Regions from separate parts of the Gossypium hirsutum genome. Here region 2 is linked to region 1. A link is a contact called in public Hi-C data. All regions are on one chromosome and are shown on one strand. Each heading gives the region's core, a stretch centred on a gene start, on an enhancer-like site or on the middle of the called end of the contact. The rest is flanking DNA. Distances are from core to core; before and after follow the strand shown.

What was found. A called contact is a pair of places that touch in the nucleus more often than the background predicts.
Region 2: a Hi-C map of leaf shows a contact between it and region 1, with 1.9 times the contacts expected there. The contact joins two enhancer-like sites. A contact is called at or near these places in 2 of 34 Hi-C or Micro-C datasets (hypocotyl and leaf).

Annotation. Positions count from the first base shown.
Region 1 is chrA12:67,048,935-67,053,284 of Gossypium_hirsutum_v2.1, reverse strand. No RefSeq gene overlaps it. Among protein-coding and RNA genes, the nearest start is that of LOC121211836, 35 kb to the left of the region's middle. Within about 2 kb of position 1,669, at least 1 of the 9 cell types and tissues checked has an H3K27ac peak or open chromatin away from gene starts, as enhancers often do. A contact at or near this core is called in leaf, where this site is marked.
Region 2 is chrA12:67,289,949-67,293,966 of Gossypium_hirsutum_v2.1, reverse strand. It overlaps the pseudogene LOC107955770. Among protein-coding and RNA genes, the nearest start is that of LOC107952781, 5.0 kb to the right of the region's middle. Within about 2 kb of position 2,351, at least 1 of the 9 cell types and tissues checked has an H3K27ac peak or open chromatin away from gene starts, as enhancers often do. A contact at or near this core is called in leaf, where this site is marked.

The DNA.
Region 1 (4,350 bases), core at 420-2,919:
AAAGATATTCTGGGATTAATTGGGACACTATGGATTCATTGTAAGGCATCCAGCAAAAATAAAAATAATATAATATACAAAAAGTTAGATTTCACATGGATTTTTCTAATTTGAAGCAATGAAATTATTATGACAATTACCTCATTTCCAGCATGACACCTTATTTGTTGCCTAAATACAAAAAAAACTTGTCCCCTAAACTGAACTTGTAATCGGACTAGTCCATTTGTTCAAATGAATATAACACAATCAATGGTACATAAATAATATATTGAACCTTATATATGATAGGTTAGATTTTCTTACCTATATACCAAAGGAAACTCAACAATTATCTAACCAACTAGGGCTACAAATGACAATTTGAACCAAACCCATGATTGAAACAAAATAAGGTAGCCAACAATATCTTATGTATTGTGATTCGTTGCTCTACACATTTCTAATACAAAAATGCTAGAATTGCGATCTCCAACTGTACCACTCGGCCATTTCAAAATCTCGTACTCTAATGCCATATCTTTTGAGCATCAACAGTCCACCAATTAGATGTAGAACGTATGCTTGAACAACAAACACAATCTCTTACCCAATCACACTATTAGGGTTATCTTTGAAATTAGCAAACAACCATATCATCTTTAGTTTAAAACCATTTAGATCACATGTTTCTTGAATCCTACCAAACAACTATTGGTAGACCTGCAATATATCAATTGAACTTGAATCAACCATTGGAAACCCATCTACGTGAAGTCCAAGTTGTACTGCAACATCTTCTAGTGCAATCATACACTCCTCTCATGGTAAGTGAAACGTATGTGTTTCAGGTCTCCATTATTCAACCCGCGCAAATATTAACTCTCGATTCAACTTAATTTCTTTTATCCGTTCCATAATATCGAATCCAACTCCTTGTAAATAATTCTTGATACGATCATCTATGACACCCCAATTTTGATGATATTAAATAACATAATTGTAAAATTTAAAATTTATTATTCACAATAACATCTGCATATTATAAATAAATAAAAATAAAATATTTTATTATTTGAAAAATATGTAAAGATGTATGGTTCACAATTATTTGAGAGCATAATGATGACGTTATCATTTTTAGAATATGCAACAATAAAACATATTAACAGATTTAATTTAAGAAATAAATTTAATACTTTTAATATGCTTATAATAAAAATATGTTAATAGGTAAACAAAAATTTATTATGTTATTGTATAAATAAATTTAATCAATTATTTTTATCTAATAATTACTATATATATAACTAACAGTTTCAACAATACCTTTCTTACCTATATATAAAACTATTTATAAGAATTTCAAAACTAATATTTTTTTACAAACATAAAAAAAATCATTTCTACCACATATATATATAACTTATAATAATTTCTAAACTAATTTATTTTTTGAAAAAAATTCCTTTCTAATCTACATATATATAAATATTTATAATAAATTTTCAAACATATTTTTTAGAATTTTTTTTCTAATTTATATATCTAAATTTATTTGTAATACTAACAATATAACTTTTTACTCTCTTCTTATCAACGACCACATTGACTACGGAATCAGTGGACAGGACGACCCTGGAAATCAGTTCGAGCCAGACAATTTTTGTCCCTTGGATTCCGTGTGTTCACGACATGATGGAACATTGACCCATGCTAAAAATCGGGCATTGTTAGTTCGATTTCCCTAACTATTTGACACCGATTTGAAACCAATCAGGCAGAATTTCTTGATTGTCAGACAACCAATTTGACCTTGGAATGTTATCTGAGTCCCTGACTTGACCAATTGATTGTGATCGACATCAGTTACATTTTTATTTTTAGTTTTTTACAATAATAATTCTATGGGGATTGATGAAGTTTTTGAAAAATGGAGAAAAATCAATCAGAAGGGAATCAATTTCTCTTTCCTCATTTAAAATATTCTATTTTGAAACATTTTCTAAGGCGGTAGTATTTTGGTGTTTTTTTTTGAATTATTTTGTTTTATTTTAATAAAGAAAAATTGAAAAAACATGGTTTTAAACTTGTATATAAATGAACTAGCAAGGTAGATCTTAATTAACGGCAACCTATTCATTCTTTTTGTACTTTTTTTTTGGTGAGAATTTTTTTTTACTTTCTATGTTCATTTTATAGGTTATATTTAAGATTTGTGATTGCATCTTTTAATAATATTATTTTTAAATTTTTATTTTTATTTTTTTTAAAAGTGTAAAATATTTTACCAATAAACCCAACAATTATAAATAACAACCACCTACCCGTTGGTTCGCCTACTTTCCTATTTTCTTAGACACTTTTGATTAAACTAGCAGTTTGAGATTTTCAAGTTTCTCAATTGGGTGTGCAGTGGATGAATTTGGTTACCAAATTTTAGAAATTAATCAAATCCAAGTAACTTATAGAATTGGCTTTAACTATTTTAAAAATTAAATAATTGATATTATTATAATATAAATGATTTGACTATTATATATAATTTAAAAATTATTGTGTACATTTATTTTATTTATATTATATTACAATTCATCACACGTGTGTGAAAATGCATTTTTTTTATCTAATAATCTTTGATAAATATAAGTATATTTTAAAAATAAAATAACATAAAACTTAAAACAATTACGAAGTAGTTTGTTTTAGGTAAATGGTTATTTTTAGGTCTATTTATTTATTAGTGGTGGGTTTTAGAAACTGACTTTTTTGTGAATTTATTAAAGTGATTAGTTTTGTTTTTAATTAAATTTAAATATGGTTTTCTTTTCAAATAATAATAAAGTTTTAAATAATAAACAACTTTAAACATAATACATTAAATTATAATTAAAATTTAAAACTAAAATTTAAACACAAATCACAAAAATATTATAATTGTATGCAACAATAAGATATAATAACATATTTTTAAAAAAATCTTATAATACATATTTTAAATATAATTTTTTTTATATATCTATTTAAATGATATTATCGATTTTGAAAGCTTAACCGTGAAAGTTGAAAATAGTTCATGAAACCCGAAAATGACATAACTTATAAAAGAAAAAAATAATTATTTTTAAAACTTTTACGTAAAATAAAGAATTTAAATATTTAGTAATTTGTGGCCTAAACTTTATATAAATTTATTTATTTTGTAACTTATACATGTTATTAGTACAATTAAGCATTTAATACTATTTAAATCTTAGTGCTTTTGGAAATTTTATATGAGAATTAAAGAATATTATGTCTTTCTCTATACTTTCCTATCTTTTATTGTAAATAAAATTATGATAATAATTGTTTCTCACATTAAATTATTTTGTTTAATATATATTTATATTTTCTTATTAAAATATTAATAAAAATAAAATATATTTTAATTAACATACATGATCATATCATTTTGTGTAAAATAATTTTTAATATTATTTAAATTTTAATATTTTTTCCTATAAAATTTATGTATATATATTCAAAATTAACAATAATTTAACTTTTCTTTATTACATTATTTGGTTTGGCGGCTAAACGAAACAATCCCTTTGTTTAACCTATTTCATAGTCTCATTTTCCAAGTTTCTCATGTCACAATATGTTTAACAATTGTCACCAAACTGCAAATGACTATTTTTTTTATTTTAACTTTTGTGGCCAAATGAAAATAACTATTTGTCTAACTTATTCAGTCTTAATAGTCAAATTAAGACTAAAATATGTTTTATTTTTTATTATAAAGGCAAGGCTGCTAGACTTTTATTATTATTAGATTTTTTTATGCTGTCCAAGTGGGATATTTTTTGAAGTTAAGTGGTGTTGATTGAGTGATTAAAATACGTGGGCAAGGAGAAAAAACATTGAGCAAATAGGTGGTAAAATATTTAAAATGGAAATTCTAGGAACAGTTGACCATGGAATAAAAAATTATTTCGGAAGTCGAATCAATTATAATTTTCAGTTCGATTCAATAAAAGTAAAGATACAAAAAATTAATTTAAAATTCATAAAAATCATATAAATGAAATTACATCCATAAAAAATCAATAATAAAAAAATGATAAATCCTTTACTGTCATTGTTGTTAAACAAATTAGTTAAATTTAGTAAAATACCGGGTTATAAAATCACTTTAAAATTGGGTTTAGTAGCGTGAGAACATAATAAAAACTCAAGCAGTTAAAAATTTAAATTTATTATTAAAATCGTGTACTATCTATAAGTAATGTTTTAGCTAATTTTAAATATTATATTTTTTGAATTTTCAAAATTTAATCTTAACTTAAATAATAGTAATTAAATCTGTTAGATTAGACTAGATTCTGC
Region 2 (4,018 bases), core at 1,102-3,601, 240 kb before region 1:
CAGAGCAAATAGTGGATCTGATTTTCAGTCTATTGATTCATGGTTATCGGGAAAAGAAGCTTACAAGTTTTATCACTTGAAAAATGTTTCTCAGGTATGATTTACATAGATGCACATCCAGTATATTAGTTCTTGTTTATGACTGCCCACAATAAGGGAAAAGAAAATTGTGTTTGTTAACGATTCTTAGCTAGTAAAATAAAAACATTATTTGCCTGCATAGAGTTTATCATATTACATGCAATGATTAATCTTGAAATTTTTGAAATTATCAGATGCATGGTTTAAAGTATGTCAATGGTTGATTGATCAAAAGCATTATATTACATTTTATAGTCTAAACATTAGCCTGGCCTTGACATGGGTCGTAATGATATGTTCAGTCGCTTACTAGTGTAATAACTTGTTTGTTATTGGGAATTACTTTAAACTTCTCTCATATGTGGTGTTTCATCGTCCTCTATCCTGCGTTTATTAACTACATCACCTATCCTCATTTCTTCTGATTTCTATATTCTTGTATTTTCAGCTACGGATGAATGATATTCCGAAACTGCTTGCTGAATACAAAAAGATTCTACCTGAGCAAAACGCATCTGGCCCGAGAGCTGGATTCGAGGAACAAGTTTTGTGAAAAAGATAAGTTTGATATAAGGCAAACAAAGTAGAAATGAATGACATTAGGGTTTCAAGTTTCATTTCTGTGGATATCACTTTGATTTTATGTTCATGTGACCGGTTTTAACTTGAACAAGATATGTTTTATTAAACCATAAAAATAATAACACATTTAAATATGAATGGTGCATGCTTTAGATTCGTTTGTGTTTAAGATTCTGAAGTAATTTATATTGCATTTATATTTACATGATTGATAGAGGAAAAGAAATTGCGATGCATACTTGTTAAGGTTTACTATTCTGCGTTAAAATCATAATAGACAAGAATTGTGTGGAACCGGAAACATTTTTCGATTTTTGTTTTTGTTTTTTACAGAAGTATTTGGTCAATGATAATTAAAAAATAAATTCTTTGTCTTCCATTTTTAAATGGTAAATTCTAGAAAATAGTTCTTTAGGAGCCTGATTTTCTAAATCAATACTAGTAAATATTATGGAGTAATATATAATCTATAACGTAATTAATAAAATGTTGAATTTAAAACTAACAAACTAACGATCATATGATAAAAAATATTGTTCAATGCTTAAATAATTCTTTTTATGTGAATGTAAAAAATAATGTTATTAGTCTATATTTTGACATGTATTCTCTGTCTGTTTTTAGACACGAATTTTTTTTTCTTAATTTTCTTCTCTTTCTAGCCGCTTTTCTTGATTATATTTTAATTTTTTCCTTTGTTTTGGTGTGATAGTTGAGTCGGCTTTTTTTTTTTTTAAGTTATGGATGAGGGGTTAGCCAATTTGAGTTTAATGGATGAGGAGGAGGAGACGTTTCATGAGGAAGTTGTGGTGGTGGATCAGAACTATCAGTTTTGTTTGGTTGGGTGATGTCTAACTAATAGTGTTGTCTATTTTCCTTCTCTATGTAATACCATGGTTGATCTTTGGCATCCTATTGGAGGGATTTGTATCTCGGATCTAGGGGACATGGTTTCTTTTTCAATTTTTTCATGATGTTGACGTCCAAAGGGTGCTTCTTGGTACACCATGGTTTTTCAATAGCCATTTGCTTATTCTACAAAAAGTCCAAAGTAGAGAAGATCCGTCAGTTATATCGTTAAATTTTATTGAATTTTGGGTCCAATTACACGATTTGCCTCTAGGTTTGATGACGGAAATGATGGCTAAGCAATTTGGTGCTATTTTGGGTCCAAAAATTTTATGCGTATTCATATTCGACTGGATGTATCTATTCTGTTGAAAAGAAAGAAAAAGATCCAGATCGTAAAGAAATGACTGTTTATGTTAACTTTCAATATGAGAAATGGAGTCTATTTTGTTTCATTTGTGATAAACTAGGGCATGGTGAGAGTTACTGTCCTTTTCGTCTTCAAATTGACCTATCTAAAATTATTTTTGGCTGGAATATATCTTTGTGTGTGGTGGCGTGCTAGTGGAATACCACTGTGAGTAGGTGGGTCTGTGAAGTTAACGGATTACTGTGTAGTAGTGTGGATATAGAAAGAATCAATCAGAGCAGTAATTTAAGATGGATGAGTGATGCTGGGCGAAACTTAAGAGGGAATTGGGAACAAAATCTTTAAATCCCAATTTAATTCCCTTGGAATCTAGTCAACAGATTCAAAATAAAGGGCATGACAGTTGGCATAATCTGGGCAGTGGCGGTTCGAATGGAAATGGGTTTGAAAATGGGCCCACAGATCTGATGTTGGTTGAGGAAAATGATTCATTAATTTCTTTGGAAGGAAAGAAATGTCAAAGGATAGTGGAGGGTTCAACAACTCTCATGGGAAACAATTTTGAGGGAGGCTTTTTTGATTTAACGGCTAGCTCTGTTGAACAGAGTAGCCAAATGCAATAAAAATCTTAAGTTGGAACGTTCGTGGTTTGGGGAGATCACGAACTATTAATAGGTTTAGGAACAAATTTAGAGCCATTAATCCCCAGATTTTGTTTCTTATGGAAACAAAATTTTGTTCTAAAACGATGGAAATGATTAGATTGAAATGCGGTTTTGAACATGGGATTGATATCGGGCCGATAGGTTCAAAAGGTGGTCTATTTTTTAGTTGGAAAGGGAATTCGTTGATTTGGCTTAAGAGTTTCTCTTATTTTCATATTAATGTTGAGGTCCATGACAATGAATGTGGTGACGTTTGGCGGCTAATGTTGTTTTATGGGAATCCGGATGAAAGGAATAGAGGCGGGTCGTGGGAATTACTTAGACAGTTGGGACATGACCAAATGATCCCATGGGTTGTGATGGGGGATTTCAATGAGACCACAAATTCTTTTGAAAAAAAGGTGGTCGTCTTAGATCAAAACGGTAGATGAATGAGTTTCAAACCACATTGGATAATTGCAAGCTCAATGATTTAAGTTATATTGGTAGGCGGTTTACGTGGGAGTGAGGAAGGTTTTTGTCAACAAATATAAGGGAAAGATTTGATCGGGGAGTTGCATCTTTGGATTGGATGAATCTTTTTCCAAGCTACTAGGTGGAGCATTTGAGCCATTGTTTCTCGAATCATTGTCCTATTCTCTTGGATACCACTGGAATGCGAATGAATGATCAGTGTAATGGAGCCAGACTTTTTCGTTTTGAGGCGAAATGGTGTTTAGAAAGTTCTTTTGAGGAGAAGGTAAAAAGGAATTGGGCTATTTTTTTAGGAAGCATCCCAGATAAGCTTGATAAAATGGGCCAGCAGCTTCAGCAATGGTGTTGATCCAGAAATGAAGAGAAAAAAAAATTCGTGTAGATTTAGAAAGATTATATTATCTTTACAATCAAGATCCAATTGATGAGATCTTAGTCGAAATCACGGATGTTCAACTAGGTCTTAATTTGGAGGCTGGTCAAGAAAAAAATTTTGGGGGATAAAAAGCCTGCGTCAATCGTTGAAAAATGGGGATCGGAATACCAGTTTTTCATAAAGTGGCTGTTCAACAACAACCGTGGTCAAATTACTGGGTTAGAAGGGGAGAATGGCAAATGGTTCTCTACAACCGATAAGATGTTATAGCTCGCTTCGGATTATTTTGGTAATTTATTTTCGGCCTCTAAAATAGGTGCTGATGAACATTTGTTTGGGTTAGTGGAGAAAAAGATTACTATGAGTATGAATGATAAATTGCTTAAACAGTTCACTGAGGAGGATATTGGCTATGCTGTCAAGTCAATGGCACCTTTGAAGGCTCCCGGCATCGACAGTTTTCCCGTAATTTTTTTCCAAAGGTTCTGGCATATTATTAGGTCTGATATTTCTAATTACTGTTTATCTATTCTGAATGGTGAATCTGAAATAGGAGAGATTAATAAAACCCGCATTCTTTTGATTCCTAAAGTTTAGAAACCAAAAAATTTCTCACAATTT